Linked DNA regions of Mus musculus: all the other regions are linked to region 3. The links are chromatin contacts, called in public promoter capture Hi-C maps. All regions are on one chromosome and are shown on one strand. Each heading gives the region's core, a stretch centred on a gene start, on an enhancer-like site or on the middle of the called end of the contact. The rest is flanking DNA. Distances are from core to core; before and after follow the strand shown.

What was found. Promoter capture Hi-C pulls out the DNA fragments that hold promoters and counts their contacts.
Region 1: a contact with region 3 is called in a promoter capture Hi-C map of liver, with 2.9 times the contacts expected there. The contact joins the promoter of Sh3d21 here to the promoter of Mtf1 in region 3. A contact is called at or near these places in 3 of 39 promoter capture datasets (hippocampal neurons, liver and pre-B cells).
Region 2: a contact with region 3 is called in a promoter capture Hi-C map of pre-B cells, with 2.4 times the contacts expected there. The contact joins the promoter of Psmb2 here to the promoter of Mtf1 in region 3. A contact is called at or near these places in 2 of 39 promoter capture datasets (liver and pre-B cells).
Region 4: a promoter capture Hi-C map of pre-B cells shows a contact between it and region 3, with 3 times the contacts expected there. The contact joins the promoter of Map7d1 here to the promoter of Mtf1 in region 3. A contact is called at or near these places in 3 of 39 promoter capture datasets (cranial neural crest, hippocampal neurons and pre-B cells).
Region 5: a contact with region 3 is called in a promoter capture Hi-C map of pre-B cells, with 6 times the contacts expected there. The contact joins the promoter of Pabpc4 here to the promoter of Mtf1 in region 3. A contact is called at or near these places in 3 of 39 promoter capture datasets (the C10 cell line, liver and pre-B cells).
Region 6: a contact with region 3 is called in a promoter capture Hi-C map of hippocampal neurons, with 2.7 times the contacts expected there. The contact joins the enhancer-like site here to the promoter of Mtf1 in region 3. A contact is called at or near these places in 4 of 39 promoter capture datasets (the C10 cell line, hippocampal neurons and liver) and 2 of 115 datasets of contacts at active chromatin or transcription factors (astrocytes and large pre-B cells).
Region 7: a contact with region 3 is called in a promoter capture Hi-C map of pre-B cells. The contact joins the promoter of Trit1 here to the promoter of Mtf1 in region 3.

Annotation. Positions count from the first base shown.
Region 1 is chr4:126,161,290-126,165,148 of GRCm38.p6, forward strand. Sh3d21 (SH3 domain containing 21) reads right to left here and starts at 2,052. Exons shown (of 16, transcript NM_001162533.1): 1 at 1,936-2,052; 2 at 1,677-1,834; 3 at 1,513-1,576; 4 at 1,164-1,282; 5 at 887-977; 6 at 679-734; 7 at 446-491; 8 at 234-334; 9 at 46-132. The coding sequence starts at 1,939. Thrap3 (thyroid hormone receptor associated protein 3) reads right to left here. Exons shown (of 12, transcript NM_001356455.1): 12 at 2,793-3,859.
Region 2 is chr4:126,675,803-126,679,979 of GRCm38.p6, forward strand. Psmb2 (proteasome (prosome, macropain) subunit, beta type 2) reads left to right here and starts at 1,841. Exons shown (of 6, transcript NM_011970.4): 1 at 1,841-2,043. The coding sequence starts at 1,953.
Region 3 is chr4:124,800,909-124,804,632 of GRCm38.p6, forward strand. Mtf1 (metal response element binding transcription factor 1) reads left to right here and starts at 1,641. Exons shown (of 11, transcript NM_008636.4): 1 at 1,641-1,735. It overlaps Inpp5b (inositol polyphosphate-5-phosphatase B), which reads left to right. Exons shown (of 24, transcript NM_008385.4): 24 at 1-603.
Region 4 is chr4:126,254,864-126,258,459 of GRCm38.p6, forward strand. It overlaps Map7d1 (MAP7 domain containing 1), which reads right to left and starts at 1,456. Exons shown (of 18, transcript NM_001347198.1): 1 at 1,154-1,456. The coding sequence starts at 1,199.
Region 5 is chr4:123,280,888-123,284,820 of GRCm38.p6, forward strand. It overlaps Pabpc4 (poly(A) binding protein, cytoplasmic 4), which reads left to right and starts at 2,024. Exons shown (of 15, transcript NM_130881.3): 1 at 2,024-2,920. The coding sequence starts at 2,728.
Region 6 is chr4:126,129,650-126,133,764 of GRCm38.p6, forward strand. Stk40 (serine/threonine kinase 40) reads left to right here. Exons shown (of 11, transcript NM_028800.3): 6 at 49-101. Among named protein-coding and RNA genes, the nearest start is that of Eva1b, 16 kb to the right of the region's middle. Within about 2 kb of position 2,307, at least 233 of the 459 cell types and tissues checked have an H3K27ac peak or open chromatin away from gene starts, as enhancers often do. A contact at or near this core is called in astrocytes, hippocampal neurons and liver, where this site is marked.
Region 7 is chr4:123,014,741-123,018,421 of GRCm38.p6, forward strand. It overlaps Trit1 (tRNA isopentenyltransferase 1), which reads left to right and starts at 1,853. Exons shown (of 11, transcript NM_025873.3): 1 at 1,853-2,043. The coding sequence starts at 1,870.

The DNA.
Region 1 (3,859 bases), core at 802-3,301, 1.4 Mb after region 3:
AAATTGCCTTTCCTTTCTCCTCCCCATACCTGACTCCATACTCACTGGGGGCGGTGGGATGACAAAGTTGTCAGGAAAAACTCCTCTTCTGCCTTGGCATTCTCCTTCCCACCAGCCCTTATCCTCAGTTGTCTGGTTAGGAAACAAGCCAGTGGGGGGAGGTGAGCATCGCTCAAGTTCTTCTTGCCTGGGCCCCACTCCTTACTCTTCTGTAACTCCTAATCCTCTCATACCTTTCTCAGAACTTTCACCAGGTCCCCCTTCTGCAGTGCCAGCTCATCTGGGGCCTCGGGTTGGTAGTCAAATAGGACCCTGCAGGTCTCAGGGCAGGAGACTAAAAGAAGGTCACTCTAGTGTGTAGCCCTTCCCTCCGCAGCCAGTGACTCCCTCCAACAACCTAGCCAGTTCACCTCCCACATAGATCTGGTACCGAGGGAGGGCTCACCTGTCCGCAGGTAGTCTGGAGGGCTGTCATATGTCAAGTTGCTCAACTATTGGGGGCAGAGAAAGGGGGGAATGAGACAAGTGTCAAGCCATTTTAAGAATTCGCTGGGAGTTGGAGATTTAGCTCAGTGGTAGAGCGCTTGCCTAGCAAGCCCAAGGCCCTGGGTTCAATCCTCAGCTCTGGGGGCAGGGGGGAAAGAATTCGCTGGCTGTGCCCACCATGACCCAATTTACCTTAGGAGGCCTCTGTGAATTTGGGGTAATTGGCGGTATGTCTGTATTTCCAAGGCCTGCAGAAGAAGAATCGATGGTGTTAGGGAGGTGCTAATTTAGCTAGGTCAAGGGAGGGGGCCAAAGGGGTCACGAGGTCAGGAGGGTCACTGGGAAGATCGCTGAAGATTGCTGAGTCTGGTCCCAGGGGATCACAGGGTCACGGTCTCACTTGGGGGCCCACTGTCCAGCAATTCCACAAAGTTGGATGGGAAGGCTCCCAACTGCCCGTTCTTCTCTCCCAGCCACCAGCCGTCCTCAATCTGGGGAAGGGGAAGGATGCGGGAGCATCTGGTTCTGTCCAAGAGTAACTGAGGTGTCCATCCTTGGTTCTACCCAAGGACTACATCCTCCCCAGCTGCCTCCCTTCCCATCGCCCCCACCCTTACTTCACTTTCTTCTGTGTGAATAGCTGCAGCATCTCCCCAAGTGCCCCCAGGACCCCTCACCTCCTTTATCACTTCCAAAATCTCCCCAGTTTGAAGCGTCAGCTCGTCTGCCTGCTCTGGGCTGTAGTTGAAGTTCACTCTGCACCATCTTTGGGGGTCCCGAGAGTTGATGGGGTGACCTAGGCCAGACAAGCAGGGAAGCAGCTCTGAGCAGGGAGCCCCGTCTGCAGCACTGGGGAAGAGTTGGACCCCAGAACTCCCTTTAGTAGCTTCAGGCCCCGCCCTCGAGCGGAGCATTGTACTTCAAGCCAATCAGGGGGCTGCAAAATAGCCGCGGGTGCCCCACCCACAGCCGTCATGTTCCACGCGGGCAGTGAGGCCCCACCCGCCGGCCCAGCGCCCGACTCACGGCGACTACGGCGCGGAAAGCGCGGTCTGGACTCGGTGACGCCCCGCAGGGCCTCCGGAATCTCCTGGGAAAATCACATAGGGGCGGCACTAGGCACAAGGCCCGAGGCTGAGGCCAGGGCCGCTCCTGCTCCCCCGCGCAGCCATACCCGTACCAGGCCTCACCTGCACCAGGCGCTTGGGGAAGCGACCGCGGCGGCCCCGCAACTCCCCAAGCAGCCAGCCCCGAGCGGGCCCCGCGCACACCTGCCGGATCACGTCCCCCGGAGCCAGACTCAGCTCGTCCTCCGTCTGCGCTCGGTATCTGGCCAGGACCAGGACCTCTACGGGCGGAAGCGAGCTAAGAAAGGCTGTGGGGACGTCCGTGGACTTTGCCCTTCGGAAAGTGTTTAGAAGAACCCACCCCGAACCCCCACACACATACCCATGACTTCTGGGGCTCCCTGCGCAGCCTGACCGTCAGGCTGGGCATTGGGTGCTCGGAGGGCGGGCGAAGCCGCCAGGCGGTAGACTGGATGTGGATGAGGCGGAGACTCGAGTCATAGGTCAGGATCCAGGTAGTAGGAGTGGGCGGCCTGGCTCAGCAGGTTGGGCCCCAATTCTTGAAGGAGGAGTCCAGGGTCTCAGCCCAGGGCTGGGGTAACAGCTTCCCCAAGAGCTCTACTTTAGCCAAGTCTCCCAACCTAGGCCAGACTCTATGTCTTTTATAACATTTCCTGGCCCACCCTCTTCTGGCTTGCAAGTTCTTAGCTGCAGGGGAAGGTGGAAGAGGTACATACCAGGGTGGGGCCATTCCTGGGAAAGTGGCCCCAGATAGAGATACTAGCTCCTGTCTCTGAAAAGCTATGGCGGGTATATTCCAAACTTCAACCCCCCCTGAAGCTTCGACTCACTTGGGGGCCTAGTTGGATTTCTGATAACTACTGCAGATTCTCCTTGGGGAAAGGCAGCAAGAATCAACTTTTAATAAGGGCTGGCAAGAGTCTGAAGGTTAGGGTCCACCCAGTTTACCAGTTGGGCTAGGCTCACCTCTTCCTTGTGGGTTAACATATAAAGGCCGAGCCAGCTCACTGCAGCCTTGACCCCTGCCCCAGCACCAAGGAAGCCAAAGTCCTGACTTCTGGCATGGTAGCTAGGTTTGGTTCTTGGAGGAGTCAAAAACACAGAATGCACAGCCTCCACTGAGAACAAGAAGTCCTTCTTCCCAGAGACGAAAACTATGGTATATTCTATGGGACCTATTAACCCAGGGTCACTCACACAAGCAACAAACACAGTCCGTTTACATCTGCCACTTCATTTATTGTTTTTATTTGCAGGAGGAGTTGAAACAAAAATTTAAGGGTGTTTTTTTGTTCTCCCCTAAACATGAATCATTCAAGTAAAACCAACATAACTATTGAAATTAGCAAAGTAAAGGGAAGTATGCACAACAACCCAAGAGCGAAGGCTGGGGAGGGAGGAGGGTGCAGTCGGCGTCCAACAGATGCGCGCAGGCAGCGGTTCACCTGCTGGGGACCGCTGCCCCGGAAGGCAAGCACAAGGACCCTTTAATGAGGATGCCCCCCAACATCTGAAAATGTTTCAACCCAAAACGTAAGGTTAAAGAGAAAAAAAAAAGGAAAAACCCAAAAACACACAACCCCACAGACCACCCAGCCATAACCACCATCCTTAATCATAGGCGTTTCTTTTCATTTTATAAAAAGATTAATAAAAAATATTGAAAAAATTATTTTCTCATCTTGTATTTGTAAAGATAATAGAATTCAGAAGTTTCTTAGAAAACCGTCCAGAAACTGCCCTCCAGTTTCCACTCCTCTTGCTGAAGACCAGCAGGACTACAAAGGTTGGGACACTGGAGCTGCTGGTGGAGAATGGGAAGCCCAGCCCAGGAGAAATGAGACAGAGCAGGGTGCATGGGGAGGCTGGGAGCAACTCCACGGGATACATGGCTGTGTAGAAAGGGGAACACGAGGTGGTCAGAAAGGCCTTAAACTCCTCCTCAACATACAAAACCGGTTTGTACAAGATCCAAGCAGTTTGGTCCCAAACTGAGGTGAACACTTCAATTTTTATTCACATGCTTTGTTTTCTCTTAAGAGTCAAAGTTGCCCAAATTAAAATCTTTACACTAATATTACTATATATCCCCTAAAAAGAAGAAAAAGAAAAAAGGATTTCTTAATAAAACTCAGGACAGGAAGAGACTGAAAACCAAATTCCCATTTAGTTCCAAATGAAATGCAATGAAGAAAACTTGGTTTCTAATTGGGGTGGGAGTGGGGGTGGGACAACAAAACCAAAACAAAGTCCAAGCATCAGCATCCTTCTCCCTACCCTGCCCA
Region 2 (4,177 bases), core at 591-3,090, 1.9 Mb after region 3:
TTATTAAAGTACGGTCCTAGTTACAGGTTTTACTGCTGGGATGAACTATCATGACCAAAAGACAAGTTGAGGAGGAAACAGCTTATACTTCCATGGCACTGTTCAATACTGAAGGAAGTCAGGAGAGCAACTCAAACAGGTCAAGCTCCTGGGGGCAGGAGCTGATGTAGAGGCCTTACGGGGGAGGGGGATGCTCACCGGCTTGCTTCCCATGGCTTGCTCAGCCTGCTTTCTTATAGAACCCAGGACCACCAGCTCAGGGACAGCACCACCCATAATGGGTTGGTTCTCCCTCGTCAATCACTAATTAAGAAAAGCCTTATAGCTGGACCTTATGGAGGCATTTTCTCAATTAAGGGTTGCCTCATTTCACATAGCTCTAGTCTGTGTCAAGTTGACAGAGGACTAGCCGGCACAAGTATATTAACTGTACAAAGTCACAAGTTTCACTAAGACATTTCTATATGCAGTTTAATTGTAGTCTCTCCTCTATTACCCTTTCTATTGTTAAAAGAATTATTTTTACTTTATGTGTTATGGGGTTTTGGCCTGAATGTATGTGTGTGCATCAAGTGTGTGAAGTGCCTTCAGAGGACAGAGATACACCAGAGTTGCTGATAGCTGTCTTCCAGTTGCCTTATGGGTACTGGAAATTGATTCCAGGTCTTCCAGAAGAGCAGCCAGTGTTCTTAAGCACGGGTCCATCTCTCCAGTCCATCCCTAATTTCCTATCTTACTCTTTCCAAAATATTTCATGTAGGGCATGTGGATCAGGAATTTAATTCTAGCACTGATGAGTTAGAGGAAGGCAGATTTTTGTGAATTTGAAGTTAGTCTGGTCAACACAATTAAATTAGTTCCAGGACAACCAAGGCTACATAGTAGTAATACCCCATCTCTCAAAAAAGGCCGGGTGGTGGTGTCACAATACATTAATCCCAGCACTCAGAAAGCAGAGGCAGGTGGATCTCTGAGTTCGAGGTCAGCCTAGTCTATAAGAGTGAGTTTCAGAGTAGCCAAGAAATCCTGTCGGGACAAATCAAAATATAAAAAATAAGTAAATAAAAGTGAACATTTAAAAATTTGTTGGGATGAGGAACTTTGGGGAGGGGGGCAATGGCTGGAGTGTAAATAAATACTTTTTTTTCCCATTTTTATTAGGTATTTAGCTCATTTACATTAATAAATACATTTTTAAAATAATATTTTAAATGTAATGAAACAGAAGTATAGTAAAATATTTAAATTTAAAATTTTTTTTAAAAATTATTTGTATTGGGGATGAACGCGCTAGTGTGATGGTCAGAGGAAAACTTTGGGGAGTCTGTTCTTTCTACCGTGGGTTCGAGGGACAGGCTTGACTAACGTGCTTTCTGCCTCTGTCTATCCAGTACTAGGATTTCAAGAGGGAACCACCGCCAAGTAGGTTTTTTGTTTGTTTGTTTGTTTTGCTTTTGAGATGTGTTGTCCTAGGCTGCTCCCCTGGTCCTTAACTCTATGGCTCGGGGAAATTGTTCTTCAATCTGGCTTGCAGGGAAAATTTTCCCGTTTGTTTAACGAGCAAGGAAATGAAAACCAGAAAGCTGAAGACCTCCTCTCCTCTGTAGCACCCACACGTGCTGGTACTTCTTACACAGGGTACGGCTTGATTTGCGTGCAAACTCTAAAATTCGACTTGGTAGATAAGGAAACGCAACGCCCCATCACCCACAGCTACGTTTCCAAACCACACCTCTAGACCAGCCCACTCCGCAATCTCAGCGCGGAAAAGCACCCAAGCTCCCGCCTGCTCTCTCGCGAGAGGTGACGTCATTGGGCCGCGCCAGTGACTGGGCCGTCGCGCGTCTTGCGTCACCCCCAGCTCAGTCCGGGTGTGCTGTCTCACTGGTGAGGTCGTGTACCCGGGAAGTGTCCCTGTCCGTGGCCTCTGCAGCCTCCCGCTTCCCGGCACCATGGAGTACCTCATTGGCATCCAGGGCCCAGACTATGTCCTCGTCGCTTCCGACCGAGTGGCCGCCAGCAATATTGTCCAGATGAAGGACGGTGAGAGGAAGCAGGGGGAGGCCCGGCGGGCCTGGCTGGAGGGGCAGTCGGCGGGAGTTGGTGAAGGGGACCGTGGGCCTCCCTCTGGGCAGCTTGGAAGATGGAGCCCAGTGTGCTCTGCCCTGCTGGCACTGCAGGATTGAGAAGCCGGGGGAGCCGGCAGACAAGCTTAGGGCTCTAGTTTGGGATTCTGGGTCAGATGAGGCTTGCTAGGTGAGAGTTGCTCAGCGTGAGGGAATTAAGTTTATGAGAGCTCAAGTGTGTGCCCGGCGCCTCCAATTTCTGAATTTCTGGCAAGTTTCAGTCGCCCCAGATAGAAGTTATAATTTGTGGGTGCCCTAAGGTGGGATCTTGGGGAGAGTGAGACTCCCCAGAGTTTGGCATTTCCACTCTGCTTCCGCTGTCTTCAGTGGCTCACCTCAGAGCCTCTTCCGCCTTTCCCTGGCTGCTAGATTTTACTTGTCGTTAAATAGTGGAATGCAGCAGAGATGGCCTCTCTTTATTTGCTCTGTGAGTTTTGTACGTTATTTTTTTTCCCGTGCCCAGATTTTCTTATCTCTCAAATTACTAATAACCAACTCAAAACTTGTTGAGAGGATTGAGTGAAGGAGTTAGCATTGGACAAACACTTAACAAACTGAAGCATATATGTATCAGGTGTGTCCATCGTTAACATTTTAATTTGTTAAAAGTTTGGCTCTACTATGTGCCCTTCTTGCAGTTAGTTTTGGAGACAGAATATGTATAACTAAGATGTATAGATATAGTATATATTATATATAACACACATGCATATATATGTGTGTGTGTGTACATATATGTGTGCGTATACATATCTATGTATGTGTATATATGTATGTGTGTGTGTGTATATGTGTGTATATGTACAAAACTTTCTTAAGGAGATGTTGAAATAACTCAGTAGTAAAGATGCTTTTGCCCAGGCTTCACAACCGGAGTTTGGTCCCAGAACCCAGATGGCAGAGGAAGAGACCCCACCCCAACATCCTGCAGGTTGTCCTCTGACCTGTGCACCTGTTCTGTGGCAATGTGCACCTGTGCAGAACAAGAGAGAGAGTCTCTAAATAAATAAATAAAAATTTTAAAATTATCAAAGAAAAAGTTTCTAAGCTTACAGGTGGTAGAACCTAGGTTCAAATCTGTGTAATTTGGGACTGAGTCTACAATTCAGTGGCAACATATGTTTCGACCATATACAAGGCCCCAGCCTCAGCACTCCAAAAACAAGTTAGTAGACATTATGCAAAATGATCTCTTTTACCCTTAACAACTTCACTACCTTTATAGTGACAACTGACCCACAGAATCTTGAGTGTTTTCATGACTGATCATAGGCATGTTACTGTTTGAAAGATATCTAGCTTTTGTTCAGTGGATTAAAAGTTCATTTGACAAGTTTCATGCCTCTCTGTGTTCTTTACAGTGCTAGGGACTGAAAAGAGGAAGAAAAAAAAGAATACTATGTAGTTGGGAAGATAGTTGAGTAGGTCAGTGTGCTTGCTGTGTAAGCATGAAGAATTTAAATTCCAAGTACTCACTTAAAAGAAAAAAGATCAAACAGGCATGGCTGTGTCCCTACTTGGGAGCAGGAAACACAGATCCTGGGAGCTCACTGACCAGTCAGTCAGTCAGTCAGGCCCAAAGGGTGAGCCTCTGCTGCGTGAGAATAAGGTGAGGGATGGCCTGATGTCCTTCTCTGTCCCGGGTGAGACAGGTACACCCATACACTTATGTGTGACACACACACACACACACACACACACACACACACACACACACAATGTTAGTAATTCAGTAAAAGTCAGATGTGTGTTAAAATAACTGTAACACAAACTAGAAAGTATTTGCTGAGTTGAGACTAGAGCAGTCAAGCTTTGGAGACTTAAGAAGAAGAGGAGGAGACTTTAGGGATGGACCGTGGGGAGAGATTAGGGAAAGCTTTGAAAGTGAAGAGCAGTGAATCCTAGATCCCAGGAGGAAAAAGGCTTAGATCTGGAGCTCCTTGAAGTGCGTTGTCAGAACTGAAAAAGCACAGTTGCCACAACCGATCTCACAAAGCAAAGGCACCTACCTATCTGGTGTGAGCCTGGCGCTTCCATCTGGGGATAGAGAG
Region 3 (3,724 bases), core at 391-2,890:
TGAGGCTGCTGGAAGAATGGCAGCCACCTGTTTCTTCTACCTGAGCCTAGACCTGCCCCTTCTCCATGCCATTGGCTAGCACACCCATGCTGACTTGTGAAGACATGGGGGCAATCCACCATAGTAGAACTGACGTTCCACATTCAACTCTAGTTATTTAACACAAATAGCTCCCTATTCATTTTTATTTAAAAGTTTTAAGTAACTGTACTTTGCCTTATTCAGCCAGCCTCCAGGACATGCAGTCAGTGAGTTCCCCATATCCCGTACTGAGCATCTCATGGTCAGATACTTGGACTAACTGAAGTCCCTGAAGGAGAATGGCTTGGGGCGGCAGGACTCTGCTTAGAGGTTCCTGGATAAACAACTTTTAGCCATCCAGATGCTTCCACTGTCCAAGCCGCAAACATGTTCATGCATAGGGCACCTGTTCCCTTTCTGCTCAACTCCAAGGCCTCTCAGTCGCCCCCAAGAGCACTGAAGAAAGGGGGTTCTGGTGAAACAAGTGGGATTTTGTAGGATATTCAGTCCTCCCAACTGTATATAATGCAGCACCTCTCATATATGTAATATATTTTAATGAAAATGTATTTTTAATGGTGACTATGGTTCTCTCTTTTTTTAGTTATGTGTATGTGTGTGGTGGTGGTGGTACATGCATGTGTGAATGTGCTAGGAGAGGCCAGAGGCTCAGATCTCTCTGAAGCTGGATGTGAGCCATCTAATGTGGGTTCTGGTTTCAAAAGAACTCTAAGGTCAGAGCAGTCAGTTGGTCTTCTCTTCCCCAATCCTCCTCTCTCAAGAGATGGTAGTTCCTGGCAGCTAGTCCTTTGTGGCTTAAGAACAGAGCAGCTGATCTGTGGCATGCTGGTGCGCCAGAGTCACTTATTCAACCTTACTCAGAGGGAATGGCACAGCAGTTTGGGCCTGAACCCTGATCTAGCCTCTAAGAGCACTGCTCCAACGTAAACATTCGAGAGAAGTCGTTCATGGGGTAAATAAGCATTAGCTTATGTGAGAGTCTAAAAATTACATATACAGGAATATAATAGAAACACGAGAAAAGTATCTTCTTGGGCTTTGAAATATTGCTACCACCGAGTGGATTTCAAGGGTGGGTAGGATAAGTGTTAAGAGCTGACAGGGGACTGGCCAGTAGGTGGCGCTGACCCTTTCTAGAGCAAAAACCCTCCTTAAGGAAGGTTGGAACCGCTAGCTCCCGCGGGCGCGTGAGAACGAGAAGTTTCTGGAGGGCTCTGCTCAGCGTTCCGGTCCTGGGGGGGAGCCTCAGCCAGGTGAACTATGCTGCGTGGGTACAGTGGGGCGAGGAGAGGGATGCCGTGGGCTGGCCTACGCATCTGGAAGGCGGCGGCTGACTGCAGCCTTCTTGCTGCAGCTGTGGACGCAGCTGGGGCTGAGAACACCTCGACTTCACCGCTGATGTCGCGTATCCTCCCGCGCTCGAAACAGCCCGCTCTCTATGGTCAGCTTCCCGGTGCGGCACCGGAGCGCCAGACTCCACTCGCTCCGCCCACAGCCCGCTGGGGAGAGGCGCGGTCTCAGCCCCCTGGAGAGTAGAAGCCAATCACGAACAGCAGCAGGCCCAGGGCTCCCCGGGCCTCTCCTTCCTCCGGAAAGCGGAAGCGGAAGTGACGCTAGGGACAGGTGGGGGCAATCATGGTGCCGCTTGGGAGGGGAGAAGCTGCTGCTGCCGCCGTTGCCGGGAGCCGCGGAGGTAAAAGCAGAGGCTGGACTCGGCTGGGGCTGGAACTATCCGGGGGGTGCGGGACTGGGGCTCCCTGCCGTAGCCATTCCCGGCTGAGACTTCATTCCACTCACCCGAGGGACCCCACCCCTCCTCCGTTTCCATGGGGATGGGTATCCAGCCCCCCTTCTCTGTTTCCATGGAGACCCGGACCCTGCCCCTCTTAGCCCAGCTCGTAGCCCCCAGACTGCCTCGGGGTTTTTCTCTGTAGCCCTGGACTAGGGGTGCTTTCCCGGTCAGGGTCCTCATGCTAGTCTCTCAGAGGTGCTGGGTTCGCAGTCCTCGGCCACCCTCACACCTCCTGGTCTTGTTACAGAAAGTTGGTCTCTGCGTTTCCCGGGGCAGCCCACCGGGTCTCTTATCTCTCCTCTCAGACACCGAGAAACGTGTATTTCTGGGGTTGCGTAAGCAAAGGTTCGGGCTGGTTCCTCTCAGATTAGATCCCTTGACCTGTGCCTGGTAACTACCTCGCCTGCTTGTCACTCCGGCTAGTAAAGGCTCACTTTGCCGACTCTTGAGCTGAAGAGAAAGTGCAGAACCAGGTTGAGAACTAAGTGATGTGCTGGTTATTTTAAATTCTCCTTTTGTGTCTGCCAAACCCACATTTGTAGAACCTGTGTGTTTTCGGGTGAAGGAGGAATCACCATTCCAGACCATGAAAGCTTCAAATTTGGTAATTTCCTCAAGAGGCTATCTTCAAAAAGAGACCGTCTGCATGTCTGTCATTCATTTTGCTGATATTTCCTGAGCTGCTCGTGTCAGTATTGCTTATGTTAAGTCAGCCTTTCGGGTCAGAAAGCCTAGTCACTCTGTACAAGTGTACTCTCTGGTCCAGATCATGTTTTACGATATAAATAATTAAAGTGATTTGCATCAGCTACTCCTTATTAGGGTTTAGCCCCTCCACCTGATGTGTTCTAGAAATGACAGAAGGAAGCCACCCTTTTTCTTTACCTGCAGTTTCTCTTTCTGTATGAAACAGGAAGCCCTGGTCCCACTGTAGAAAAGCAGGCACGGATAGGTTGTCCAAGCAGTAAAGGGCAAAAGGAGGGTTTGGAGGTGGTTATGTTCAGAGTGTTGTTTCTGCACCACCAACTACATGAGGCCGTGGCACTGCCTCACGGTGTGTTTGCGGGGAGGGAGGGCATTGGGACGGGAGCACCTCACTGAAGGTTTGTAGCCACTCTTTCTTTAAACAGCCACCTGTTTGCTCTTTTATCCTCCTTAGCTTCATAGATCCATCTTTAAAGTATGTGACAGTAGAAGGTCTTGTGAATGCCAACTTTGAATTTTTTGGGGGAAAAAAAAAGATTTGCTTTTTCCTTGTCAGTGACTGATTGTGTCAGATTTTAAGTATTTCCAAGGAACATAATTTTTTTTTTTTGCTTTGGTTTGCCTCTGTGTGATTGAGTATGTGTGTTTGATTCTTTTGAGACTGGGTTTCTCTGTTTAGCCCTGGCTGTCCTGGAACTCACTCTGTAGACCAGGCTGGCCTTGAACTCAGAAATCCGCCTGCCTCTACCTCCCAAGTGCTGGGATTAAAGGCGTGCGCCACCGCTGCCCGGCATGCGTGTGTGTGTGTGTGTGTGTGTGTGTGTGAGTGTGTGTGTGTGTGTGTGTGTGTGTGTGTGTGTGTGTGTGTGTGTGATTCTTACTGTGTATCTCTGGTTCACCTGGAATTCAAGAGAGATCCAGCTTACTCAACCTCTCAGGTGCTGGGTTAAAGACATTCACCACCATTCCTAGGCCTGGATTGCTCTCTCTCTTTGTTTTGAGACAGGGTCTCACCACCAACTCTGGTTGGCCTGGAACTTGATATGCAGACAATGCTGGCCTGGAATTCTCAGAGGTCTGCCTGCCTCTGCATTCCAAAGTCTGGGATTAGCACTTTGCTCTTTAAAATGAGGGAAAGTGATCCCTAAGGATCCCTTGAGGACATAGGTGTGTCTTGGGCTGTGG
Region 4 (3,596 bases), core at 206-2,705, 1.5 Mb after region 3:
TGGGAACTCTCTGGAAATGTGGGGATGACTGTGTGAGTGGATCAGGACTTGGGTCCTCAGTAATCAAGCTTTTCCCTCCCCTTCCAGGAAGAAAGAGTCCTCCCTCCAACACGGGGCCCAACCAGAATTCTGTCCCCACCCCCTCGTCAGCTGCTCCCAGATAGAATGGGGTTTGCAGAAGTCCAGAACACTGGTGGTTGGTGGGGTGAGGGGTGGAAAGGAGAGCTTTGGTGGTCTAGGGCATTGAGACTCTGTGTGTGTGTGTGTGTGTGTGTGTGTGTGTAAAGCATCCAAAAACCCTCAGTCTGAGGGAATGATGTGGCATGTAGGGAGTGCCATCCTTGAGCGGTCACCTCATTCTACAGAGTCCGGCCCAAAGAAGTGACGTGGTGCCGGCAGACCTCTGTCACTCCTGTCCCAAATCAGACTGGGTGGGCTCTGAAGTAGGCCTGGCTTTTGGGAAGGCGGCCCACTCCCCAGCTCCCACCCGCGCCCCAAACAATACCGCCTCCCCCTCCCCCTCGCCTTTATCCGGCGGGTTACTTGGCAGCCACCGCTAAAGACCTCCCCCTCGTCTCCCTCCCCTCCTGGTCGGCCCACAACAGCAACAGGCCCTTTGCGCGGCAGCTGGACGGATGGGGTGGGGGCGAGGTCTGGGCCAGGGCCTGGGCGTGGGGGTACGAGGGCCTAGCTTCGGTATGCATAGTTCCAGACCTGAGAATCTGGTACCCTAACACACATATTAAGACTAAGGTCACACGTGCCCGCGGAGGATGGAGAAGACAGTAGCTCCAGCTCAGTAAAAGAGGATCTTCAGAGTCTGGGGTGGATCTCGAAGGAGAGTGGGGGTGGGGACGAGAGGATAGCACCAGGCTGCGGCAGAAGGGTCACCCCATCGAATCCCTAGCCGGGTTCCCACGGATCCCGATGCCCCGTGCTTCCCGGCGCGGAGGTTGGGGGGAGGAGGCAGCTGTCAGAAGATGCGTCCGTGGCCCGGAGCCTCGGCAGCGGCCACAGCCTTTATTTTTAAACTTCTAAGTGGTCAGAGGGCGCGGGGGGGAGGGGTCCCCGCCCAGCCGCCAGCCTCATCCTCGGCCGCCCTGCGGCTACTCGGTCCCCCTCCGGGCTCGCTCTTGTGTGGCTCCCGGCTTACCTGCGGGTGCGCCCGGGCCGGGCTCCACACGCGGGCCACTCTCCATGGCTGCGGCGTCACTGGAGGTTTTGGGGGAGGGTCTCAGCCGCGACGGCGGCGACGGCCGGAGGCCAGGACCAGGGTCCCGCGGCGCATCCCGCCCGGCCCGCCCAGCGGGCAAAGACCCAGAGGCGGCGGCGTTCCGAGTGGGAGAGGTAGAGGCCGGTGGCTAACGAAGCTCTGAGTAGCCAGCTACCCGAGGTCGGTCCTCCGCGACCGCGATTCTGCTCCTTTGCCCCGCGCCGGCCCAGTCCTGGTCGCGGCCCAACCCTATTGTACCGCCCGGGCTGGGCCTGGCCTCTCCGAATGTACCAAGTGCGCGGGGGATGACCGCCCCCGCAGTGATGGAGTACGGAGCCACCACGGGCACAACCAGAGGGCTCCGACACCGCCCTGCGATGCAGCTCCCGGAACTTCACGATGCTCCTTCTGTGGTCGCCGCAGGGCGGACGCCGAGCTGGGGGCACGCTGCTGGCCACACTGACTCCCCCTGCGGCCGCGCGTTGGTACGTGCCGCGCGCCTGAAGACTATGTAGGGAGCTCTCGGGTGACTCACCGGCCGCTGGGACTAGGGGAGTGGGGTGCTGGGTTAGGATCCCCTATTCTCTCTCTGGATGCTGGAGGCTCTAGCGTGCAGTCTAAATTCTCTCCCAAGCCTGCCTCAGACAAAAATCTTTATTGGGGGGGGGGCGTTGCAACGCCTGAAGAACGGTCTCATGGAGACTCCTAAAAGGGCTATCCTTTCTCTTTTCTGGTGATGGCTGCGAAGGCGCTTTTCCTCTTGCACCCTAGGGTTGGTGTCTTCTCTGTTTCTCTGGGAGTAATTACAACCCTGTAAGGCGCTTTACTCAGGTCTCTAATCTGCTGGGGCCCTCCCTGATCCAAACTGGGTGGTCCTAGCCTAGAGCCTCCCCTACCTTCATCAGAAGACCCCCATCCCCCGCCCCCACATCTCTCCAGAAGGATTTTTCTTTCCTACGGCTCGTCGCGATAAAGAGTAGTAAGCCTCACTTCACCCTCCTCCCCGAAAATACTCGGGGCTCTGGAGTGGGCTCTCCTATCTCCTGTTTCAATGCCCGCCCGCTGAGGTGAGGGCTTCGAGCCAAGTCGGGCTTGGCTTCGGACAGGGTGCAGGGAGCTTGCTGGGAAGGTGGATCGATAGTAGAGGTACTGGTGCAGAGAGGACCAGACTGGAGGGAGGAAGGAGGGGCCGCTGGGCTCTGCCTATCCTAGCCCTGCTCTTTGTCCTGACCTGGAGGTCATTTCTCTAGTTGTCCACAGATTAGGGCCAGGGAGGCACTGTCTCCCTGTCTCTCCTTCCCCTTCCTAACCACTGGACCCTCCTTCCTTAGAGCACCTCCACAGAACAGTCATTCCAAGGGAGAGGGCAGGGAGTACGATTCAGGGAAAGGGAGAAGTTTCAGGCAACCTAGCAGCAGTTTCTATCCCAGTAGTAAGTAACTGGCGCTTTGAACCCTGGGGGGAGGGGGGAGGGAAGATTCGCCCGAGGTGGAGGCTGAGTGACTTTAGAAAAGGATGGTGCTAAAGGCCAGCAACGAGAGTGACACGTCTCCTGAAACTCTAAAGTTGATAAACAGCAGTAGTGATGTGGGGGTGCAGTGCAGCCCACAGTGGCTGCCTAGCGTGCACTAAGCCCTGGGCTCGGATTTCCAGCACTACATCAAGCAGGCGTGATGGCACAGGCGTGATGGCACAGGCCGGCAATCTCGGCACTTGGAAGGTGGAGGCTGGAGGATCAGACTTTCAAGACAGGCTTCAGGGGGAAAAACAGCTTGGTGGGTAAAGGTGCTTTCAGCCAAACCTGATGATCTGAGTTGGATTCCTGGGACCCACATGGTAGAAGAGAACGAATTTCTGCAAGTTGCTCTCTGATCTCTGCACTCCTATGTAGAATTAAGAATGTACTTCATCCCGGGAGGCAGGTTTCTGAGTTCAAGGCTAATCTGGTCTGCGGATTGAGTTCCAAGACAGCCAGGGCTACACAGAGAAACCAACACACAAACACACACACACACACACACACACACACATAAATAAATAAATAAATAAACAAACAAAAGAAAAAATATATTTAGATTGGGACTCACTGTGTAGCCCTGGCTGGCCTGTAACTCACCCAGTGTACCAGAATGGCCTCCAATTCACAGAGATCCACCTTCTTTCTCCCTGGTGCTAGAATTAAAGGCACATGCCACCAATTTTTAAAAGTAAGGAATATAATAAAACTCCCTTTAAATAGTATTATAATATTTAAATAGTATTTATAATAATAAATAAAAACCCCTGGTTATGGGGCAATTTTGAGGGCAATTGGGATGTATGAGATATGCTTCACAATAAATAAAAAAATTAAATTAAATGGTGCCATGAAGTATTTTGAGGG
Region 5 (3,933 bases), core at 774-3,273, 1.5 Mb before region 3:
TCTGTGCCATGTTAGACGTCATTTAAAGGTCTTGTTCTCATAAGGCTTGTGTATAGGGAAAGACAGACACTAAATGAAGAAACAGGCAAAATGCCTGAGACTAGAGTGTTTGGAATCCTCCCTTTTTTAGATTATGGAATATTTGCAGAAAAATATATCTTAGGAATAAAGCCATAAAGCCCAAATCTTTTTTTTTTTTTTTTTGGCTTTTCAAGACAGGGTTTCTCTGTGTAGCCCTGGCTGTAGACTAGGCTGGCCTCAACCTCAAAGATCCACCTGCCTTTGACTTCCAAGTGCTGGGATTAAAGGCACAAGCCACCACCCACCCAGCTGTGGCTGACTTCAAAATTGTTAAAATCCTCCTGCTTCCGCCTCCCAAATGCTGAGATTAAAGGTGTGTACCACCACTTTCCAGCTTTTTTTTTTTGGTTTTTGGGGTTTTTTGGTTTTTTGTTTTTGTTTGTTTTGTTGTTGTTGTTGTTTTTTGGCTTTTTTTTTTTTTTTTTTTTTTTTGGTTTTTCGAGACAGAGTTTCTCTGTATAGCCCTGGCTGTCCTGGAGCTCAGAAATCCACCTGCCTCTACCTCCCGAGTGCTGGGACTAAAGGCGTGCGCCACCACGCCCGGCTTTTTTTTTTTTTTTTTTAAAAGACCGGTCTCACTATGTAGCCCTGGCTGGCTTGGAACTTGCAATATCCATTTGGTTGGTCACAAATACTCAGGGGGGATCGGTCTCCCAAGTGCTGAGACTAAAGGTGTGAGTCACTACACCTAGCAAGGCTTCTTTATTTAATATAGTCACCAGAAATTATTCTCAGAGGTAAGGAGGGACTCTTACTTGTATACCATGGTAACCATGGCAACCATGGCATCTGCTGGGGGGGGAGCTCTGATTAGCCATTTATTGGAATGAATTGATTGATTAAATACTTATATTTCCTCAATTGTTTGCTTCAACCAGTAGACGAGTATCTGTCTAGCTTTTGCTAATTTCTGGTTTGAGTGAATATAAGGATAGAAAAAAAAATGGTCCCTGGCACTTATGGAGTAAGGAAATACTGCTATAACTCCACATATTTAGTCTCATGAGATAACATGATCTTCAAATGGTCAGTGAAACCTTCATTTGGGTAAAAAGTCAATGATTACCCTTCATCATCTAAGCGTAAACTCTTAACTAGCGTTTACATAGTAACAAAAACATTGTTTCACATGCACAGATGCATTCTCTTTGTGTTGTGCCATGAGTCGCCACGAGATGCCTTGTAAGGACATCACTAGAGATAGCTCCCTTATACAAGAACCATGAGCCCAAATACACCTTTCTTCTCCTCTTCTCCTTTTGCACAAACTAAGCTGTAGGCGTGCCACCAGAACAAAACAGGAGCGGACAGTCACGTTTTGTTTTATAAAAGCTTTGGCAAGATTTGTTCATCTTTTCAAAAACAGTCTCATCACCTAAGATACCACCACCATTTCTAATGACCTCCAAAATCCAACCTCAAGGTTATATGTTCTTAAAACTTTCGTATGTCTTACGTATTCAGCTCAACCATGTATTGGGCCACCTAGTAGCTGTACTTTAGCATCCCTTTGTGTAGATTTGGGCATTTCATGGATGTTTTAAACATTATACCTGCGTGTGGGTCTTGGGGAGGACATGACTCAATCCATACACTGCAGAAAGAGAATCATACAGGTGCGTGCTGCTGGTCCTCCAAACGCAAGGGGACGCTGTGACACCTTGCGGGCGGCTCCAGGTCACTCTGGTGTGACTGCCCCGCCTTGGGCCCCCGGGGCAGAGTGGGCGGGCACGACTGCGCCCAGGTCTCGAGGCGCCCTTCGACCAGCAGCGCCCGGGGCGGGAGGGTATAAATGGAGCGGTGGCGGCTCCAGCCGCCTCTCTCCGCCCCGGGTCGCAGCCATCAGTGTTGCGTTTGGGCTCAGCACGCCTGAAGCAGAAAAAAGAAAAAGCTTAAAAAAAACACAAAAGCCTCAAAAACCTTAAAAAAAAAAAAAAGAAAAGAAAAGAAGAGGAAAAAAAAAAGCAAAAGGGAAAAAAAGAAGAAAAAGAACCAGACAGCGACTTGTGCTGGGAGCCCGTGGGGAAGTGACTTTCACAGCTTCCGGCCTGCCTGTCCGTCAGCGTCTGTCTGTCCGTCCGGTGGTGAGCCATCCCCCTCGGCCCGGCCCGCCCCTGCACGCCTCTGCGCCGCGTGGCAGCCCCGCGCCCCGGCTGGCCGCACCACGTGTCCGCACTGCCCTTCGCCGGCACCCGCAAAGATTTGGTTTCCCCCTTCCTGGGCTGCTGTAACTGTAAACCGCCGGGAGTCCGGGGCCTATATTTATCACGAAACGCGTGTTCCCAAGGCGGCCGTGAGCGCAGCATCTGATTGCCTCTTGAAAATTTTTTGCCCCCTTTACGAGGGGATTTCCTACTTTAATTTTTATTTTTTAAGCCTCAAGCCAGGACAGCTGGAGAGTACAAACTCCAGGAGCGGGCCATATTGTTTTTGAGAGCCTTTTGTCTTGGGGCTTTTGCAGTCCCGTGCAAGTCGTCCCGCACACGGGTCCCGGCTCGGAGCCTCCCTGCTCCAGCCTTCTCCGGCGTCGCTGGTGCCACCTGTGCGCTGCGGCGCGTGCCATAGCTCCTCGGAGCCCCTTTTGTCCTGCAGTAGGCCTTGTTAGAAGTCCTCCTGGCGGGGCTCGGGGTCGTGGGGGGTGGGGAGATGAACGCTGCAGCCAGCAGCTACCCCATGGCCTCCTTATACGTGGGCGATTTGCACTCGGACGTCACCGAAGCCATGCTGTATGAAAAGTTTAGCCCTGCGGGGCCTGTGCTGTCCATCCGGGTCTGTCGCGATATGATCACCCGGCGCTCTCTGGGTTATGCCTACGTCAACTTCCAGCAGCCAGCTGACGGTGAGTAGTAGCGGTGTGCACACATTCGGGAGATTCCTGGGGACCTTGGGAATCCTGAAGGCGGAGGCCAAACTGCCAGGACCGGGGAACATAACAGCATGTTGCCTGAGAAGCCTTGGGTGGAAGCAAAATGAGCCAGGCATGTGGTCATGACCCTGGCTTCAGTCTCCCACCACTTGCTAACCTGATGACCTTGGGCTACTGGGTGGGGGTGGGGTAGAGCAGGGGTTGGAACCCAAGGAGATTTGTGTAATTCGGGATCCGAATAAAGGGACTTGGGTATTCTAGTGTGTCTAGCCCCACTCAGGTAGAAGTGGGTCTGGCACTCAGTGCATTGAAATGACACCTGAAAGTGTAGGTTGCAAAACTGGGGGCTCTAACCTGAACTGACTGACTTGGGATGGCTTTAGGGCAGTGGAAAGCAAGGAGAGCAGTTTCATCCAGTTGCCTTGAGGGGAGTTGCTAGTGTCAAGCTGTTTCTACCAGGCTCTCTTTTGGGGACTTGCTCAACTGCATGGAGCTCGAAGGATGTAGAGGAGTGTACCCAGGAAGTCTAGGAAGGTGTCACATGGAATGTACTGGGCAGTTTTGCCTCACTTGTGCTGCCTCAAGTTGGGCTGCCAGGGAATGTTCTGCCATCCTGGTTGCACTGGAGGCTGCAGGCAAGCCACAAAATAAGCCCAGAAACGCAATCGGGGGCTGTAAACTACTCCACATTAAAAGGGACCAAGTGGAGCTGGGCAGTGGTGGCGCACACCTTTAATCCCAGCACTTGGGTGGCAGAGGCAGGCTGATTTCTGAGTTCAAGGCCAGCCTGGTCTACAGAGTGAGTTCCAGGACAGCCAGGGCTATACAGAGAAATCCTGGGGCAGGGGCAGGACACAAGGCCATTTTGTGGCAAAAAATCTCTAGGCCCCTACCTCTGTCCATGAGACAGAAGCTTACGGACTGCCCGGGTTGCAGCTGAGACCAGAGTTGGTCCAGTTGATGCCATGAAATACCTACTATTAAAG
Region 6 (4,115 bases), core at 1,057-3,556, 1.3 Mb after region 3:
CCCCACTTCTCACTTTCTCATGCAAACCATCCCTTCACTGGTTTTCAGAAAAACATCGTGCACCGAGACCTGAAACTTGGGAACATGGTGCTCAACAAAAGGTAAGCACCCATTCATTCCGCCGCCACTTAACCTCAGCGTTGGCTACATGCAGCAGCTACCTGTGGGAGGTGACTCACAACAGTCCAGCATCCCAGAATCCTAGGGTTGGGAATACCATCTTGCTGAAACTGGGTGTTCAGAGTCACAGAAAGAAAGCAGCACTTGACATTTCCAGTATCAGACAGAGTTGCCTGGGTCTTGGTGGGGGAGGAGCAGCAGATTGCTCTCTTGGGCGCTGGCCCCTTCAACCATGACTAGGGCAATGGTGCAAGGGCAGCAACTAAGCAAGGTTTCAGGACCCTGTGGAAGGAAAAACTGCCCTGCGGACTCCACAGTCCTGGAATGACAGTACTCGGGAGGTACCCTCACCTGCTTCTCTGAGCCTCTCTCCTTCCCTTTCTCTTCTGGGTAGGTTAGAAGGCAAAATGGCAGCAGCATATGCTTATAGCACAAGTCATAGTGGGGATTTGTTCCATGATGTGGTCAGCCCAGGAGAGGTCCCACTGTCCTTGTCTAATAGCTGAAGCCTCAGTGGTCATGGGAAAAGAAGCTGTAGGAAGGTGGACCACTCAGGAGGGTGAGAACCACAGGTTTCAAAGCTCCAGCTGATACAACATAGTACCATACAGAGCCAGCTAAGCGACCCTGCTCTCTCCCAGCTCCCTGAGGTTGAAACTACAGACTTATTTCTGGCCTACCCCATGTAGCTTGCCGTCTGATGACCAGAAAGCACACATCACATACCGAGGACGGTGTCGGGGAGCTAGCTGCATGCTGGCTGGTTAGGAAGGATGAGCAAAGGTTTGCCAGCCTGAGAACGTGAAAGGACACAATCCTTAGTGTCACACATTGCAGAGGGGAGGGAAGGAAACAGGAAATTCCAGGACTGCTTTCACCCCATCTGGCTAAGTGAGGAGTTAGGGAAGATGAAGGGGCAGGATGTGGGGGTCGGACCTGGCTCAGAGCCCGCCCTGCACCGCCGACTGCGCCTCTTGTATGTTTATTTACTTGTTCAGTGAATTCGTTCACGTCTCTAGTTACCAGAACTCTGCGCTTGCTTCTCATCTGTAGAAGTGGAGTGATTCCACCTTCCTACAAAGAGCAGCCTGAGATACATACAGATGTAAAATTGCCAGGTTGGGGTTGGCCCTTCCTAAGAACACACGAATGTCAATTCTATCAGAACCTGAGGTTCCTGTGAGTGAGAAACAGAAGAATGGGCCGGGAGCTCCTACCTCTCGGATGAGACCAAGGGCCCTCCAATCCTGGCTGGGACTCGAAGAGGAAGGCAGGTGTTAGAGGGTGCTGGCCACCTTGGCAAGTTGTGGAGAGGGTATTGCCTTAGAGAGAATGAGTTTATCATCTGAATGCGAGAGCTTAGGCCTGGTTTCTAACACTTGGAAGCCAGAGGCAAGGGGCATCACAAGCTTGAGTCAGCTTGAGCTATATAAGCAAGAAAGACCCTGTCTTAAAAAAAAGTATTTATGTATATGTGTGTGTGTGTGTGTGTGTGTATACATATATGTATACACACACATAATATATACATATATACATACGTATGTATGTACGTATGAATATGAGTGAGAAAAAGGAAAGCTTGGGTCCTGCCTGTCCTAGGCCTTCTGTGGACATTGCAAAACCCATGTCCCAACCAGCTGGACTAGAGAGCTCAGGCTCTTCATAACAGCTGCTTGTTGGCTTGCCGGCTCTCTAAATGAGCATCCCAGGGGTTGTCATGGAAACACACGGTTGGGTTCCTGGCTGTTAACTACACTAGTGTGCTAGGCTTCTTTCTTCCACTGGTGGTTTTGCTTTCTCCCATCTCCCAGCCCCTGGTTCTACACCTCTGGAGCCCTCAGTATAGCTGTAGCAGGTCTCAAGTATCTTCAGCTTGCAGAGTGCTCACTGCACCTCACTTAGGACAGACAGGCTCCAGCTACCTTCCACTTAAGTACCCAGGCATGCCAGCCCTCTCTCCCCCACCCTGCCAGGTTCTTGTGCTAGCCAGTGGAATGCAGACAAATGGGACGAGAGCCCCAGGGAAGGGAACGGGGAAGCAAGGGCTGAAATGTCTAAAGTCCTCCTTGGGGTTATGTGAGGCTGACTGTGGGTTCCTTCTCCTCCTTCCTCTTGGGTAGGCAAGCTGCATACCAATTCCTAGAAAAGCAGAACACTGTGGTAGCCCAGGGGCCATAGCTGAAGTGTGACTCACCCAAAGCAGGCCTTGCTGACGCACATTGCCCCGCCACCCCTCGATGCTCTTGCTCTCCTTTCAGGACCAACTAACTGGGGGGTCTGGGGCTCCTGGGGAGCTCTTTGCCACTCTCCCAGCGTGGGTGGTGGTAGTGGCAAGGCAGGCCACTATTGCTAAGCTTTAGGAGGTCTCTGGGCTGACCATGGCATTTCCTGTGGGAGAGCCTCCAGAGCCTGTTGTCACTCATGTCAGAGTCGGTCTCCTGTGGGCTCTCCTGGGCATGCTGGCTGGCAGAGAGTGAGAGGCTATTGACAGCTTCCTCTGTCAACCCCATGGAGGGCCATCTTACCTGTTCAGAGCCTGCCCAGTCCTGAGAGTCAGGCTCTGCCATAGTCCCCTTCACAGAAAAGGGCATTGAGTTTCCCAAGACCTTCACCCAGCAAGGAAATGCAGAGACAGGATCAGGCCCGGGCATCTGAGTCTCAGACTCTCTGCCTCTGCTTTGAGCTATCCTCCCAGCACCCTAAGCCTCCTCTGAGGATCCTCTGAGAGACCACAGGATCCATTCGTGGCTACAGTGGCCAGTTCAGACACACAGGGCTGTTCTGTAAAGCTGTGCAGTCCTGTGTGGAGCAGTGGCATAGGAGGCTCAGAGCTGGGGCATTTTGCATCTAGATGTGCAGATGACCCTTGCTGAGACCCTTTGTTTACATTCTAGCCTGCAGGCCACCAACCAGGCTTCTGTAGGACTTCCTGGATAAGAGCTGGTGCCCACACTTCAATGGGAAATGTGGAGGACAGACTGGCTTTTGTTTGCACCAAGCCCTTTGCCAGCAGAATTCCCTGAAGTAGCTGAAGGGCTCTTAGAGCCTCTTGGATGCAGCTCCTGGGGAAATCCATTTGCAGCCATATACCCTGTTCTTGAGCCCACCCTCCACCCTCCCTGGAGACTGTTCTAGAAAGAGGTGCTCAAGGCCCCTCACTGAGTGCCTCACTGCTGATTCTCAGCAGTGGCACTGCAGCTAGGAAGAGACACCCCTCTTCACCGGTGCTCCCACAGGCCTCTTGGCGAGGGCTGTCTTCACCCCCAGCTGCGAGGACCACACCATGAGCTTCCTAGAAAGGTTCCGAGCCAAAAGCCGCCTGCCTGGAGACTTTGGGGGTGAGGGAGGAATTGGTCTTTTTTATTTTTTATTTTTTTAAGGCCAAGGCAGTCTGAAACTCAAGAGATGAGTCGGCCTGGCTAGAACAGAAGGAAAAGTCATTTGGGGGCTGGGCACTTCCTAGGGGGTCTGGGGCCTAACAGGCCTGGGCTTAGTCCTACCTGCCAGTGCTACAATCTGTGTGATCTCGGGCAGGTCCCTTTCCTTCTGGGTCTTAGCTGTCCTATCTGAAAAGTTTTCTTCAGAGGTGGAAACAAACAAACAGTAAGTGGGCATACATGGAAAGCGTGCGCCTGAGTCTCCGCAGAGGGAGTTAGGCTCCCCCAGGCCAGCCCAGAGCCGCCTCCACAGTCACTGGGAGGCACCTCTTGCCTCTGCTCAGCCTCCCTTCTTACACTAAGCGTCCTCCTGGGACACTGGCCCCTGCTTACTAAATGAGTGTTACCCACTCTCCGAGAGCCACATTCCTCCTCTGGTGTTAGTGTCAACCTCCCAGCAGGACCTCTGTTCCAAATGAGGGCCATCAGGAAGCTATATAGTCAGTGACAGGGCAAGGGCTGGTAGTTGTTGGAGATAGGGCTGGGGACATAGTCAGTGAAAGAGCTCTAGTGTGTACAAGTCCTGGCTTTGGCCCCTAGCACTACAGGAAACAA
Region 7 (3,681 bases), core at 603-3,102, 1.8 Mb before region 3:
TCTTATTATCTGACTGTTCAGGCTTGCTCTCTCTCTCTTCTCTCTCTCTCTGCCCCCTCCCCACGTTTTCCCAGCCAACCTCTTCCCTTCTCTCTCCCTCCTCTCTCTTTCTGCCCTTCTCTGTCCCCTTTCTTTCTCTGCCTCCACTCCCTTCTCATCCCTCAAATAAACATTTCCTACTAGACCCATTGGGTGGCTGATACCTGGGGGTGGGGGTCTCAGCGGCCCCATGCTGAGGCACCTCCTCCTGCTGCATCATGCCACCACATTACAAAACATATCAGACTACTCGTGGCTTTACCTAGGAGCTAGACCGAAGCAGTCTCAGAGAAAAAGCACTTATGCCCCCGCCCCCATCCCAAGTGCTGACTGAACCCAGAGCCTCATGCTGACTAAGCAAATGCTCTACCACTAAACCTGCATCCTCAGACCCCTTAAACTGCCCAACTAGCTAGAGGTTAGCAGAAGGGGTATTTAAGCATCTTTACACGTTATTGAAAGATTCTCTGCCCTTAGGCTTTTGCTCTTACTTATTTAGGGAGGCAGATGGGATTGTACAATTATAATAACACAAACTGTTTAACAAATGGTGGTTGTTATGTGCCAGTGCATTTGAAGCAAGCACTTTCCAGACATTATTTCACCTTTTCCTTATGGCAATCCTTGGAAGAATGGAAAGATAAAATTGCTGAGGTTAAGAGGTGAAGTAAGGGTCTGAAGTGTGCTCAGCTCAGTGCTAGAGTGTATATTCAGCACCCAGGGGGGGCCTGGGTTCAGTCTTCAGACAAAGAGAAAAAAAAATGCTGCTAATGGAATTAATTCTGATGAGAATTAATCAGCTCTCAGCTGATAAGTCTGAGAGCTGGAATTTGAATCTAGGTTCATCGGGTTCCATAACCATTCTTTCTTAATTTTAAACTTCAGTGTGTGTGGTGTGTGTGTGTGTGTGTGTGTGTGTGTGTGTGTGTGTGTGTGTACAGAGGTCAGCATCAGCTCTCTCCTTCCACATGCGGATCCTGGAGATTGAACTCAGGTCATCAGATCTGGCTGCCAGCAACTTTACATGTTAAACCATCTCTCTGGATTCTTAAAGCCATTTCTCAAAGTGGTGTGTGGAATCTTGAAGTCTGGCCATCCTTGATTCTGATTTTTCTTTCCCTCACTTGTATCTGCTTTACCCTTTGATTTTCTTCTGCTTCCTCTTCTAATTTTTGGGTTGTCATTCACTTGCTTGTTCTTTTGCTTTTAAGCCTATCTCTTGACTGCTTTATGCCAACGCAGAGCTTTGTCCTGCTTTCTGATTGTGTCTAAATGAGTGTGGAATTCAAACATTAGAGCCATGCTCTTGACTGAGAATTGGACAGATCTGATTTTGAAGAATGACTGAGAATCGGACACTCTCTGAGCTTATTAAATCCAACGCTAAGGTAGGCAAGTCGTTTCTCTGTCCATTTAATCATTGGTGGGTGCCTGTGCTAGGCACAGGAGACTCAGCAATGAACTAGTCAGAATGTGCTTCTTGTCTTTGTGAAATTAACAGCCTGTGGTAGAACTCAGACAATAAACCAGAGGCCAGTTATACAGTTTTATTCTTGAATTAATGCTATGAGGAAAAAGAATTGGGTGCCTGGACGCAATGTAGACAGAAATATTTTAGATGGGCTGCCATCTCTCCTTTGAGAAAGCAAGTCGGTGGGCTAATCTCAGCTAGTCGAAGGCAGTTACGTCATGGGCCTCCTAAGCTTGGTACCTTTGTCCCACAGTTTCCTCCTTTCCACCCTCCCCGCGTTCTGAGCCGGAGATCCGCGCCGGCGCACTGACTGTTGCCATGGGGACAGCTGCTTCGGCGCATGCTCAGATGCCTTCAAGATGGCGGCTGCGGCTGCTGCACGAGCAGTTCCTGTGAGCTCTGGATTCCGAGGCCTGCGGCGAACACTGCCACTTGTAGTGATTCTCGGGGCTACTGGGACTGGCAAGTCCACCCTGGCTCTGCAGTTAGGCCAGCGGCTCGGCGGCGAGATCGTCAGCGCCGACTCCATGCAGGTATGGCAGCGTGCTTGGCCCGGGGGCCTGGGAACCCTGGAGGTCGCGTGCGGGCCTCTGGACTAGGGGACACCCTGTCGCGTGGCTGTAGTGGGTGAACCTCGAGGCGTATGGGGATCCAGATGAAAGGAACCCACACCTGCTAGGTACCCATTCCAATGGCAGACAGTGTCCATTGTGTCCTGTGATCGCTAAGTAACTTCTCAGGCCATTACTCTTTCGTAGATAGTACCAACAGTTTCATTTATGGATAAAAATGTTGGGGGCTGGGGAGGTGAAGTGACCTTGTGCGTGGCACATTGCAAATAAATGGAGGAGAGATAGTGGAACGTTTAAGGTTGACATCCGGTGAATTTCAGTAAGTTAATTATTCCCAAATTTTGCCATAATTCTAATTCTAGCCCAAGGTAAGTCAGATGCCACCTGTGAGTGTCTTCTTGGGCACTAGAGCAGTCAGAGGCAGCCACTGGCTTCGTGACTTCAGATCAACAGTGCCCTTTACTTGAATATTATATTTGTAAAGTGGAGGAAATGTCATTTGCCCCACAATCACAAGGCTAAAGTATTTAATAAGTGAGACATTGGAGTGTTACAGTGGAGAGAGGGAGGCCAGCTCGAAGGTCAGACATTGTGGTAAATATTGGCTGAACCTGAGGGCTTTTTTGTTTATTTGTTTTTGTTTTTTAATCCTTTTGTCCTCTTTGCGAGAGGACTTTCGGGGATGTAGGAGCATTTGAGCTAGAGAGTAGGTGACATTTTGGGTGAATGTGAGAAGAATTACAACAGCTGTTAGGCATGTTCAAAGGTGTCGAACATATACAACCAGTCGCAGAACTCATGGTTAGTAACCTAAAATTAGTAATTAATTCTTTGCCCCACTTTACCTCATAAGGCTCCTGACATTGTTTCTACCCTCATAATTTATTTTTCCATGATAAGATCATCAGCTTATACTAAAAGGTAAGGTAATGTAACAAATAGTTGTTTGCAGCCTGCTTTGTGCCAGCTTAGGGAGATAAAGAGTTTAGCTTGAACTGAATCTCAGCCAGATTTTTTTTCCCCCAACTTTTTGCTACATGAACAAAGATACCTTTGTTCCTTTGCTAAAATAGGAAGAATATAAAAAACAACCTTGTGATCATTAAATGAAATATATGTGAAGCACTTATTACAAGTGTTTAAAAAATATGTTAACAGTGAAAACTATGGTGACTGTGTGTGTGTGTGTATATGTACATTAGACCAAACTCCTTATATTGGGGAATGTTAGTCTGGCTAAACATAGAGTAAGACAGAGCTAATAAGTGAACAGAGCTACTTATAGAGCATTTTCAGGTGGGCGGGTTCAGAAGATCAGAAGAGACTACAAGTGCTGGATTTCGTGATAGACTATTAAATTTGGTAGAATTCTTGAGAAGGGAGAAATCAATGAATGTCATGGAAAGTCTCTAAAGAAGTGCCTAGGCTGGGGAGACCCTGACCCTGACCTCTCTGGCCTCTACATACATGTCTGTATGTACACACACACACACAAATACAAATTGAAAAACAAATAGGTCAGTATGAATTATAAAAGAAGAGCTTAAAATTGGGCAAAGTGTCATACGCTGTGATCTTCACTCTTTTTGGAAGCTGAGG